Linked DNA regions of Canis lupus: region 1 is linked to region 2. The links are chromatin contacts, called in public Hi-C maps. All regions are on one chromosome and are shown on one strand. The core of a region is the stretch at or near the end of the contact, and the rest is flanking DNA. Distances in the headings are between cores, read along the strand shown. Region 1 overlaps LOC485120 (lysine-specific demethylase 4D-like). Region 2 overlaps LOC111091480 (a long non-coding RNA gene).

Evidence for each region. A called contact is a pair of places that touch in the nucleus more often than the background predicts.
Region 1: a Hi-C map of amygdala shows a contact between it and region 2, with 2.3 times the contacts expected there. The contact joins two enhancer-like sites. A contact is called at or near these places in 2 of 9 Hi-C or Micro-C datasets (amygdala and skin fibroblasts).

The regions. Positions count from the first base shown.
Region 1 is chr21:6,057,018-6,062,462 of UU_Cfam_GSD_1.0, reverse strand. LOC485120 (lysine-specific demethylase 4D-like) reads left to right here. Exons shown (of 3, transcript XR_005375474.1): 2 at 2,481-2,944. Among named protein-coding and RNA genes, the nearest start is that of ENDOD1, 17 kb to the right of the region's middle. Within about 2 kb of position 3,967, at least 8 of the 20 cell types and tissues checked have an H3K27ac peak or open chromatin away from gene starts, as enhancers often do.
Region 2 is chr21:5,985,514-5,991,688 of UU_Cfam_GSD_1.0, reverse strand. LOC111091480 (a long non-coding RNA gene) reads left to right here. Exons shown (of 4, transcript XR_005375472.1): 2 at 3,618-3,720. Among named protein-coding and RNA genes, the nearest start is that of ENDOD1, 54 kb to the left of the region's middle. Within about 2 kb of position 3,413, at least 2 of the 20 cell types and tissues checked have an H3K27ac peak or open chromatin away from gene starts, as enhancers often do.

The sequences.
Region 1 (5,445 bases), core at 2,718-5,217, 70 kb before region 2:
GAGTTTAAGCACTTCTGTGGGCATAGAGCTTATTTAAAAAATAAAAATAAAATAAAATGTTATTGGCTTATCACTCCATTCCTTTTCATTTTTGAAGATGACTCCAGTGAGAAAGCACTTTATGGGGCTGGGAGTGTCTTATTTGAAATCAGGATTTCAGATCAGTGGAAGATAGGCTATGTATTATTATGTTCTTTTTTTCTTATTAAATGTGTGAAATTGATAGAAAGGGAGAACTTCCTTTGTTAAAAGTTTAAAGCTTTTGTTTTCCAGTTGTAGGAACATATTTTAATTTTTGCTTTGGAAATCATGATAGATGGAGTTTCCATTTCTCCTGGATTAAAAATGCATACACACACACACACATGTGTGTGTGTGTGTGTATGCACATTTAGTTATAGATATATGTACACACATTTAGTTGTTGTCTCATGGGTGGTAACTAGTTTTGCTATGTTGTCATGTTAAAACTTTTTTTTTTTTTTGAAGTTTTAAAGACAGAAGCATCTGGATAGCTCAGTGAGTTAAGCATCCGACTCTTGGTTTCAGCCCAGATCCTGATCTCAGAGTTATGAGATTGAGCCCAGAGTCAGGCTTTGTGCTGGGTATGGAGCCTGCTTAAGATTCTCTCTCCCTCTGCTCTCCGCTCCCCCCGCCCTGGCTCTCTCTCTCTCAAATAAAATAAATAAAATCTTAAAAAAAATTTGGGGGTGCCGGGGGGGGGGGGGTGCCTGCTTAATCTCCATTTAGCAGATGCCTTTGACTCAGATCACATGATCCCACAGCCCTGTGATCCAGCCCCATGTTAGGCTCCCTGCTCAGTGGGGAGTCTCCCTCTGCCACTTTCCCAGCTTATGTTCTCTTTCTCTCTCAAACAAACTAATTAATTTTAAAAAAGTTTTAAAGACAGATTTTATCAGGCAGTCTTTATTTTACGGGAACTTGAAGGAGTAGACCAGAGTTTGACATGAATGATTTTGGACGATATTGAGGGATTGGATAAGAATAGTTTGAGTGAATTTAGTTTTTGATGGAACACATAGAGCTATCAATTCATGCTGCTTCATTTTGAGGTTGCGTTCAAAGGGGAAAGCATATTTCCAGATCTTGGAAAATGCTTGTGTCAAATCAGGATTGCATATTATTGGACAATTTCCTGTTTAATCCTTCACCCTTGTTCTTTAAAAAGAACAAACAAACATGTAAAAGAGATTAAGGCAAGAACTATTTACATTTGAAATGGTGTCTAAAAATTTTAAATCTTACTTTTTATTTTGGTGATTAAGAACGTTTTTAAAATTTTTATCAAGTCTTCACACTCTTAAGACATGTGAGTTTTTGTACCTTTCTATCTTCAGGTTTGAAAGAAATATTTTTACCCCAAATAGTTTTTTTTAGTAAAATGATAAGAAACTGAGATTTACTAGCACTGAACAAGAATTTTGGGAATCTGATTGGTCTGCTGACAACAGAAGTATATTGGAGCTGATTGAATACAATTATTCCCTCAATTATATCTATCTTCAATAATATGTTTTGATTGAAATGCCAGTCAAAAAATTATCCTGTTTCCAGGATGCCTTGGTGGCTCAGTCAGTTAAGTGGCTGTCTTGGCTCAGGTCATGATCCCAGGGTCCTGTTGGGCTCTGTGCTCAGTGGGGAGACTGCTTCTGCCTCTTCTCTGCCTGCTGCTCTCCTTACTTGTGCTCTCCCTCCCTCTCTGTCACATAAACAAATAAAATCTTTAAAAAAAAAAATCCATTTCCTCTGTGCAAGAAACTTCTGAAAATAAGATTTAGTTCCTGAATGAATGAGAGTTGTTCTTATAATTTCAGTTGCTTAAAAAGTTCAAGTTGGAATTGGTGGTGGTTCGTGACATATATGAGAGGTTTTATCATTGTAGTAATTAATACTTAGGTTTATATAATTGTGGTTTCCTGCAACCTTACTGCGTGGAGAACAGGCCTTGGGATTTGGAACTGTGATGCTTATTCATTTGAAACCATGGCATCTCAGGAACACGGCATCTAGAATCTAAGTCTTACAATAATGACATTTCATCCAGTAGTGCGAAACAGTTAAATATTTCAGAATTACGTTGCTGACTTGGAGTCGAATCACAGGCGCAGTAGTGGCCTGGCTAATAAATGGGGACCGGCTCGTCCAGGGCCGCTGCAATAGCCGCTCCTGTGCAGCAGGGGGCGAGGGGGAGCGCAGTCCGTCACCAAGTAACACCAAGGAGAAGGGCGGGCTGTGGGAAAACTCACCAGCTTGGGGCGGGGGGGGGGGGGGGGGGGGGGGGGGGGCTATTGCATCACATCCAGACACAGGTGCATTGAGAGGATCTGCAGCGAAAATATTTGAAGAAACGCTTATACGTCCGGCCAAATCACTCCGTTAAAAGTCAATGGCTCCTTATATGATCCAACTCTGAAACCTGGGAACCCCTCAGGACCGCTGGAGCAGTGCGGCGCGGGGAGGCCAGGGTCACCTTCTCCATGGACGCCTTCGTGCGCATCCTGCAGCCTGAGCGCTATGAGCTGTGGAAGCGCGGGCAGGACCGGGCTGCTGTGGACCACACGGAGCCCACGGCCGCGGACAGCCGGGAGCTGAGCGCCTGGCGGGGCTTCTGCCCGGAGTCCCCAGCCAGCGGGCAGACGGGGTCCGCGTCAGCGTCTTCGGAACAGGAGGCTCTGCTCTCGGGGAGTCTGCTTCCAGGAGCCGACCGCCCACGCCGGGGCGAGATGCGCCTCTCGGTGGGCGCAAGGGGCCCAGCTCCGGCCCTGGGCTCGGCCCCCCCGCAGTGCTGGCGACCGGAGCCCTGACACCTGTCGTTGCGCTAAAGCTCCCACAGCCCCGAGTCCTTGAACGGCGCCTGGACCTCGTTTCCTCCCATCCCTCCCAGACTTTCCTGGTTGCCTCCTAGTGTCACGACGTGACGCAGGTAACAATCATTTGAGTTCTAGGCCAAAGCTGAATTTGCAAAGCACTACTATGTTTTGGACAGAGTTCTCCAAAAACGCCACTGAACTCTGCTGAATTCTGGATCCCTGGCCATTAGCAGCCTAAGTTCCCGATTTCCTTTGCACCTCTGAGCTTGTGGTTAGAAAGACTAGGTTTGGCATCAACCAGGTTGGAATCCTAGCTCTGTCACTCACGGCAACGTATGGGCCCTTGAGCAATTCACCCTCTCAGAGCTGCCGTGTCCTGCCTGTAATATGGGATCCTATGCCCACCTCACAGATTGCTGTGAGGATCTTCTTAGCTAATGCTTTAAGCCATCTTTTAACAGTGCCTGCCCAGTACTATCATAGGCCCAACTAACGGTAATTAACATTTTATCTTGACTGCTCCCGTAGGGACCACCTGGGAATATGGGCTCTGCATAATCTTTGGAAAAGTCTAGGTCAGAATGAGAAAGATTTTAGATGAGCTCTTAGAATAAAAATAGAAGAGAAAGTCCAAAGGACACCTATCATCACTATCTGGGAAGGGGGCTGAAAGTCATACTCATGATATTAAGACAAGAGCTTTGTCAGGCACCGGAAGTGTGTCAGTGTGTGTGTTGCCTCCTTCCGCTCTCCTGCAACTGTAAGGAGTGAAGCCTTTGTTTTTCTGGAGCAGCGAGGAAATGGGGAGGTAGACAATTTTCTCTGTCTCCACCCAGGCTTGGAGACAGAAGAAGGAGATGGTGTGTCCATGAAGAGGCAGGAAGATGGTGCTCGGTCCCTGGGAATGCACAGTGGGCAAGAAAGGAGACTTGGCGAAGCCTGCCTGGGCCTAGAGGGGTCAGATCTGCAAACTAACTACAGCAGAGACTCTGTGCCTTTCCTCATCAAATGCTGGTGAGGCTATTCTGAGAGGGACTTGTTTCTCTGAACAGACAACCAGAACTGTGGGGAGGCTCTGGTGTCTGGCAATGCCCAGCGTAGGGGCTGTGTGGGTTCTGCCTGCCTCCTGTTTGGGCTTTCGGTGTGAGACGGGCCTTGGGATGGTGGGTGACACAGCATCTTTGGGGTTGTGAGACTTGCCGTTGGCCAAGGAAGACAGTCAGTCCTGTGGGTGGAGAAAACTCTGTGGTAATTGGAGTTACGGGGGACATCTTGCAGCACATAAGATGCGACTTTAAAAGATTTAAGCCATTGCAGTGAAGACACCAGGAAGGGAGTTCGAGCACTGTAGTTAGGGCCTAGTCCTGGAGAGCATAAAGCTTTCTGCTTCAGCTTCTACCACTACCTGCCTCCCCACCTCTCTGCATTTCTGCACCTTCTGGCTACTTCAGCCCTCCCGTTAGGCCTGCTTCAGGCTGCTGGCTGTGACAGTTGAGCCAGGTGGCCTGGCCCTGGGCCACCCCCATGGTGTCGCTGGGCTGCGAGGCAGTCTCCTTTGATCTAACTCCAGAGCTGCAAAGGCTTGCCGACCTCGCCATCACACAGACAGTGACTCCCCAGGGTGACTCCCGGGAAGGTTGGGTCTCTGCTTGTCCAGTACAGATGGCCTCTGTCCTCGGTACGGGAAATTCCAGGAAGGCTGTCACTCTGGATAGTTATCATGACTCTCTATTGATTCCTCTTCCCTACTTTCTCCCCTGTAGCTTCTGACTTTTCTTTTCTTTTGTAAGGTTTTATTTATTTATTCATGGGAGACACAGAGACAAAGAGGCAGAGGTAGAGGCAGAGGGAGAAACAGGCCCCCTACGGGGAGCCTGATATGGAACTCAATCCTTGGACCCCGGGATCATGACATGAGCTGAAGGCAGATGCTTAACCACTGAGCCACTCAGGTGCCCCCTGACTTTTCTTTTAATGGTAAAGGAAATAAATGATCTTGCTGTTGAGGTGGCTTCATACTTTCTCTCTGTCTACAAACTCAGTTCATCCGTATACCTGCTCTGGATGCATATGTGCAAAGTTGACTCTGAAGCATAATATATTTAGTAAAGCAAACCTTTCCCTAGTCACTGTTTTTCCCTTGCTAGCAGTGACTTAATGGGGAGAACCGGACCTAGAGTCAGGGAATGTCATTTGGATCTCTGCGGTGCCACCTCCTAGTCTGTGACCTGCAGCAAGAGCTCACTGATTTCCTGTGAGCCAAAATTATAGTGCAAGAGTTCTGTACAATGCTGTGGGATGTCCTTGTGAGGGACACTTAGGAGGCACTCACTTCATTTGGATGTGCATCAAGCACCCTCACTGCCTCTAGGGCAAGCACAAGGTCAGGGACACACTCTCAGATTCTCTCTTTCCAAGCTGCTTGGTTCTACTGTGGTCCTCACAGGCTTACCGGTGACTTTTTTTTCCTTTTTTCTTTTTTTTAATGGACTTTATTATTAATTTTTTTGGAGTAGTTCACAGCAAAATGAAACAGAAAGTACAGAGACCCCCACATACCTCTTCCCAGCCCCCTCCACCAGCACCACACCAATGGGGTACAGTTGGTAGAATT
Region 2 (6,175 bases), core at 2,164-4,663:
GTTCCCAACCTTGCGACTCCTCTTCCTCCTCCACATGCTAGGCTCCCCCCAGGGCTGGGCCCAACCATAGGCAAAGTGAGCGGCTACCTCCTTTCTTTGAAGGTAGCAAAAGTCTCCCTCCTTTCACTTCTCTCCTACTAAGCCGGCTGCAGGATCTGAAAGTTCAGTCACTCCCTGGGAACTTCCTAGAACAAGTGAGGTCAAAGTAGTTTGGTTCTTTACTCCCTCTCTATGGAATGGCCTTTCTCTCATTCTCTATATTGTGAACAACTCCTATATATTCTTCCAAATTCTGGTAGATTCCTATGTGTTTTTCCAAACCCAACTCCTATGTCCCTTCCACTGTGGGCCTTTCCTGTTCCCACCAAACAGAGTTAGTTGCTCCCTAATTGACATGACACTTTGTTCATGCCTCTGTTGTTGTAAGTGTCACAGTAAATGGACAGTTTCCTGTGGGTTTGATTGATGCCACTGTAAGATGAAGATTTCCTCTGGGAAAGCTTTTTTTTTTTCTTTTTTTTTTTTTTCACTCCATGTTCTTTGCTTCATGGCTAGATAAATGGATGAATGGCCCATCAGTAATCACTATCAAAGCAATTTTATAGGTGTCAAATACTGTTTTAGAGATGAGGAAATAGGCTGGAAAAAGTGACTTGCCCAGAGTCATCCAGCTCATTAAATCCTAGAGACTGAGCTCCAGAGAGATGATGAGGTTAGGCTGTGCCTCATGAGGTCTCTGACAGCTGGGGAAGCCCAAGGACTTCACACCGCTGCTACCTTCTTTTTCCAGGGCCCACGCAGGGTCACTGAACTCACCCCCAAATGATCCTGCAGATGGCAACAGAGGCCCAGGAAACGTGCCTCATCCTGGAGGGAGCCCAGATCTCTGGGGGTGTGAGGAAGGCTGAGCCCTCCCCCCACCAAAGCAAAGCAAGGTGATTTGAAGAAATCCAGGCAAGGGAGAGCATCTTTCGCTTCCATCCTCCATCGTTTGTAACTCAGAAAGAAATTATTTTGAATCCTAAAATTGACATGAAGAAAGAAAAAAGCAATTAAAATAAAAAGGACATCCAAAGGCAAAATTAAACTTTACCTCTGGATGGAAAAGCCACATGGTCTGTCACAAGTCACAGGAGTAGAAAAGGGCAGAGGGGCGTCCCTGGGTGGCTCAGTGGTTGAGGGTCTGCCTTCAGCTCAGGGCATGATCCTGGGGTCCCGGGATCGAGTCCCACGTCAGGCTCCCCGCAGGGAGCTGCTTCTCCCTCTGCCTGTGTCTCTGCCTCTCTCTGTGTGTCTCTCATGAATAAACACATAAATCTTAAATATATATATGTATGTACGTATTTGTTTTTTACCTGAAAGCCCAACCTCATCAGGCATCTGGATTTGATATGCCAAGCATACCTGTAAGTGTGAGTTCTGGCACGGCATCTCCATCATTCTGACAGTGTTCGGTTTTCCTGTGACCTACCCATAACCACCAACTCAATTCCTGACGGGGCCCTGGGCAGCTAACATCAATGTACGGATGAGGTGATCAACAGGAGAAATTGGGCCTGGAGCTGAATGCAAAATGAAGAGTGACTGCCAACCCAGACATTCAAATTCAGATGTTGAAAATATGTCCTACATCCCCGTTGAAGCATAAAGCAAACAAATACACGCATCCGCAGCTGGAACCTGGGTGAAGCTGGACCCCCTGGCCTGGCGTTGGGCGCCGCTGCGTGAGCATGCTGCCCTCCTCGCCCTGGCCCCCTCGTCCACCAGCCAGTGCCCGCTCACCATGGCCACCACACCCCTGGCCGTCTGGCACCTGCTGGCCGCTCAGGCTCCCAGTGATTCTTCGCACTCCAGGGTCAGGGCACTCCTCTGCCCACGGACACCGAGAGTGGTCACATCGCTTCCTCTCCAACAGCCCGAAGAGAAGACAGGCCGTGACTCTGAGAGGGCCCTACCATGTGCCAAGTCCTTTGTCTATAGACATTTGCTTATTTTTGGCTCCCCCTCTTCGGCGAGGTGATGAACCACTCAAAGGGTGGCACCTGATGCTGGACACCCTCAAATTCCAGCCTGAGTTTTAGTGTGAAGCCGTGCTCAGTATCCACTTCCCAACAGGGCCAAGGGTCACTGCGGACTGGGAGCCCCAGCCTCCCCCAGGGCCCCCCCTGCCCGACATTTCCTTACCACCTCCCAGGTCCCCTCCCCATTCTCGCTGCAAACAGTTTTTCAAATCTGAGGCTTCCGTGTGAGTTTGAGCTTCGGGCTCAAAAATCCACTTTCGGCAGAGCTGATTTAGGACCTGAATTTGAAAGATGTCTGTCTTTTTTTGGCTTCCGATCTGCCGGATAGTTCTGCTTTATTAGAAAATTAACCATAGCACCTTCAAAGGCCTCCTCTTGCGCATGTTGAGCTGAACCAGATTTGGGGTTTTGAAAGGAATGCCATCGAATCTTGGCAAAGCCGTAGCTTTTGTTTCTAAGTGTGTGTGTTGGGGGGCGGGGAGCAGGGGGTGGTGAGGAACAGGGAGGACTTGGGTCAAGGACCAGTTGGCCCCAGACCTGATCCACCTCTGATAGGAAAGGAAAGAATCCCGGAAATAACCGAATTAGGTGCTAAACAGGGGGGCAAAGGAAGTGGCAAGCGCCAGCCAGGCAACATTTCTGTCCTGCTAACTCCAAAGACTTTTCCAGTACCCTCCGTGGCTCAGGATTGCTTGGATCCCCAGCTCCTTTCAGGCTGAGAGGTGTGAGCCAGGGGCTCTGCCCTCGCCAGGGCTGCTCTGAAGCCAGCTCGCCCTCACACAGCTCCCTCTGGCTGACTTCCTCTCCTTCCACAGTTGCCTCCTGGAGCTGCCTGGCCAAGGAGGGACCCTTCTGGAAATCCCATTGCCTTTTGAATTCTGCTGTTACTCTTTTCTTCAAAAACAGGACCCCTCCCTCTCAGCAGGAAAAGGTGTCACAACAAATGCTATGTCTCTGTTTAGAATTAGGCTCCAGGCTTCTCCAAGGTGGGGGGCAGGGGGGGTGGTGGTGGTGGTGGAGAAAACTGGCTTAAAAAAAAAACTGGCTGAACTAGAAGTTCTTTATTATACATCAACTTCAAAGAGACTGTACTTGGCCCCTTGGACAGGACTCAGAGCAGAATTTCCCAATCAGAAATCAGGGGCAGAAAAAGGAGACCAGGACCCATGGGTGAATTTTCCTGGATTAGTGGTTTTCCTTTAATAATCTATTTAGTGTCTTGGGGGAAGGAGCTTGCATGTGCTGTATGCCAGGTACAGTGTGGGGGGCCAGGTGGACACAAAAGTGAATGAAACACAGTCCCCCTGGCTCTCCCCACCTGACACGGAGGAACTGGGCTTGGACACCCTGCATCTGGGAGAAGGGGTGCAATGTGGTGTCTATGGCACCAGCTCTGCAGTCAGAAGGCCAGGGTTTGTGCTCTGGCTCTGCTGCTTGTGGGCTGTGTGGCATCGGGCAAGTTACTTGTCTTCTCTGTGCCTCACATTGTGTATCAGCAGAGTTAAATACAAAACCTGCCTTATGGGGTTCCTGTGGTGATTTGATGAAGGTACTTCGGCACAGTGCTTGACACTTGTGCTTACTGCTCTTATCCAGGCACGTAGGAAGCGTGCGAGAGGGCAGAGGAGTGCGCAGCTGAGGGCCTGCGGGCAGCAGGGGAGCTTCAAAGAGCCCGGGATATTTGATTTGCACCTGAGAGGTGAGTGGGGTTGGGTAGACAGAGGTGATGGGAGGGAACCGACCCAGTTGGAGCCCAGTTGGAGCGTGTGGGTGGGAGGCAGGAGAGAAGGCAGGGTCTGTGAAGAAGGAGCAGAGGCCAGTGTGGCTGGAGTCAAGGACTCAAGTCTGGCCTGGGGAGGTAGTAAGGGTGTAGGGAGGGGGTGTGGAGAGGTGGGGCCGGAAAGGCCTTGAGTTCTGCGTCCTAGGTCATTCATTCACTTGTGTCGGCCACTTTGTACGTGGGGTACTGGAAATGATCAGTCAGTTCTAGTGTCATGATTGTGACTATTAACTTCGAGTGCTTTGCAGGCACGATGTCACTGAATTCTCAGAGCATCCCCGGCAAGTAAGTTCTAGTATGCCGTTCTGGAAGACAAGAAGGAAGGTGGACCTTGTGTGATTTGCACGAGGGCACTGGATCAGTAGGGGTGGCCCCCGGAGATGGCACAGCTGGACTTTGAATCTGGATCTGAGTCCAGAGCCTAAGTGCTTTCTTGGCCATGACTCGGTGCTTTCTCCCAGTGTTTGAGGCTGCTGCCTTCACACAGTGCTTCCCGTTTGCCTTGTTAAATGGGGTTACACATGAATCATAACCATGCTGCTGACGCCGAAAAGGATGAAATTAAAGGCATCCAATAAAGCCATCTGATGGGGACCTGGGGTGGAAAAGCTTACTTTTAGTCCGGGGTGTATTTCAGGCAGCCTGGACGGGGTAGCTCTTGGGCTGTACCCCCAGGACCACCTGACTCCCTGGTGCCCTGACCACAGGAATCACCATGACAATCCCAGTTAGCATTTCTTTGCAGACAGCTTGGCAGCTGGCAGCGTTGAGTGGGACCTGACGCCTTCTGGGCCCCTTCACTTTGAACAAGGGCTTGACACCCTTGGGGGTGAGTGAGTGCAGGCGGGCTGGACCTGTCCTCAGGCTGTGGCCCAGAGCCCTGATACCTGATCAGACCAGGGCCTGCGGTACCTTCTCCGCCCATTCGCTGCCAGCCAGGGATTTGGGTCCCAGTCCTCTCCCTTTCTTGTGGGAGACATTCACTGGCCAAAGACACTTAGTCAGTGAGGCCCCAGGGGTCCTCAGCACCTCCGGGTAAGTGGCTGGGGAAGGAAGATGGGCTCCGGTGGGGAAGCAGACAGTGGGCACCAGGGAGCACGGCTCTCTGAGCACTTCTCTGTTCACCCTGCACTGGCATCTTTGATCCAGGAGTTAAGAGATTGTCTTGGACCCTGTGGCCTTGGAACAGCTGCCTCTCATTAGCATCCCAGTGCAGAGTTGCCAATCTGCAGAAATGTTGCCTCCTCTGACAACCCTTCCCTGACTACCCACCCCCCCACCCCCCATCGCCCTTATTCCCTGCCTTTCCCTTTATAACACTTCCTCCAATTTGTGGTTCAGTCATTTTGTGGACTGAAAACTCCATGTGGGCCAGGCGCATGTCTCTTTATTCCTATTGGGTAGCCAGAGCCCTGAGGACTTAAGGGGCACGTGGCCTCTCTGCCTGCATCTCTGGGCGTTCCTTTGCTAGCTCCTTCCCTGGCCAAGTGCCTTCTCCTGCCCTGGCCTTCATGTTGGGTCCTTCGAGGCTGGCTCGGTCATCTTCATCCCTCACTCTTATTCCTAAGCCATCGCACCTGTGTCCAAAGCTTCAGGTCACCCACATGACATCTTTGTATGTCTTAAAGGCACCCCAAATTCCCAGTGACCAAGGCACAGACACATGGCCTCTTCCCTATGACCTGGCCCCTTCCTAGTGTTCTTCGAGTAAGGGGCTCCAGCAGGCAGCAACCTGGGGCAGGTGGGGAGCTGGGGGTCATCCTGACTCCTCCTTCTTGTCTGCCCCAACCTTGTCTGATCACTGCTGCTTCTTGCATGTCCCCGAATCCATCTCCTTCTTACCACCTCTGCTGCACCACCCCCACTCCCAAGTCCGTGCTCCCTGCTCCTCTTACTCCTCCGATGCCTTCTGAGCCAGTCTTCACACTTCTATTCTGGTCCCCTCCATTCTCCATGCTCCCTTCAGAATATTCTTGAGATGGAGATCTGATCAGGTTACTATCATTCCTCCCTCCTCCATATACACAATTTAAAACTCTGCTGTCACTTTTGTTGCTCTTACAATAAAAGCCAACAGCCCAGACCACAGCAGGTGGACTCAGAAGATATATTCTGTGAGTGGTCTCTTGCGGGCACCCCAGTCTGGCCTTTGTGCTGGCGGGATGGGACACCTCACTCTGGCAGGTCTCCCTCTTAGTGTACCTTCCAGATGCTTCGGCCTGGTTACCCATCAAAGTCTTCTCTGGGCCTGCAAGGAGATCAGACCTGCTTGCCATGTCAGATGCTGGAGGGGCAGTTGTGCTTGCCCAAGGGAAGCTCGGGCCGCCGTTTAGCTGTGGGCTTTCTTTTAGATTGGAGCTGCATAGCAGTCTGC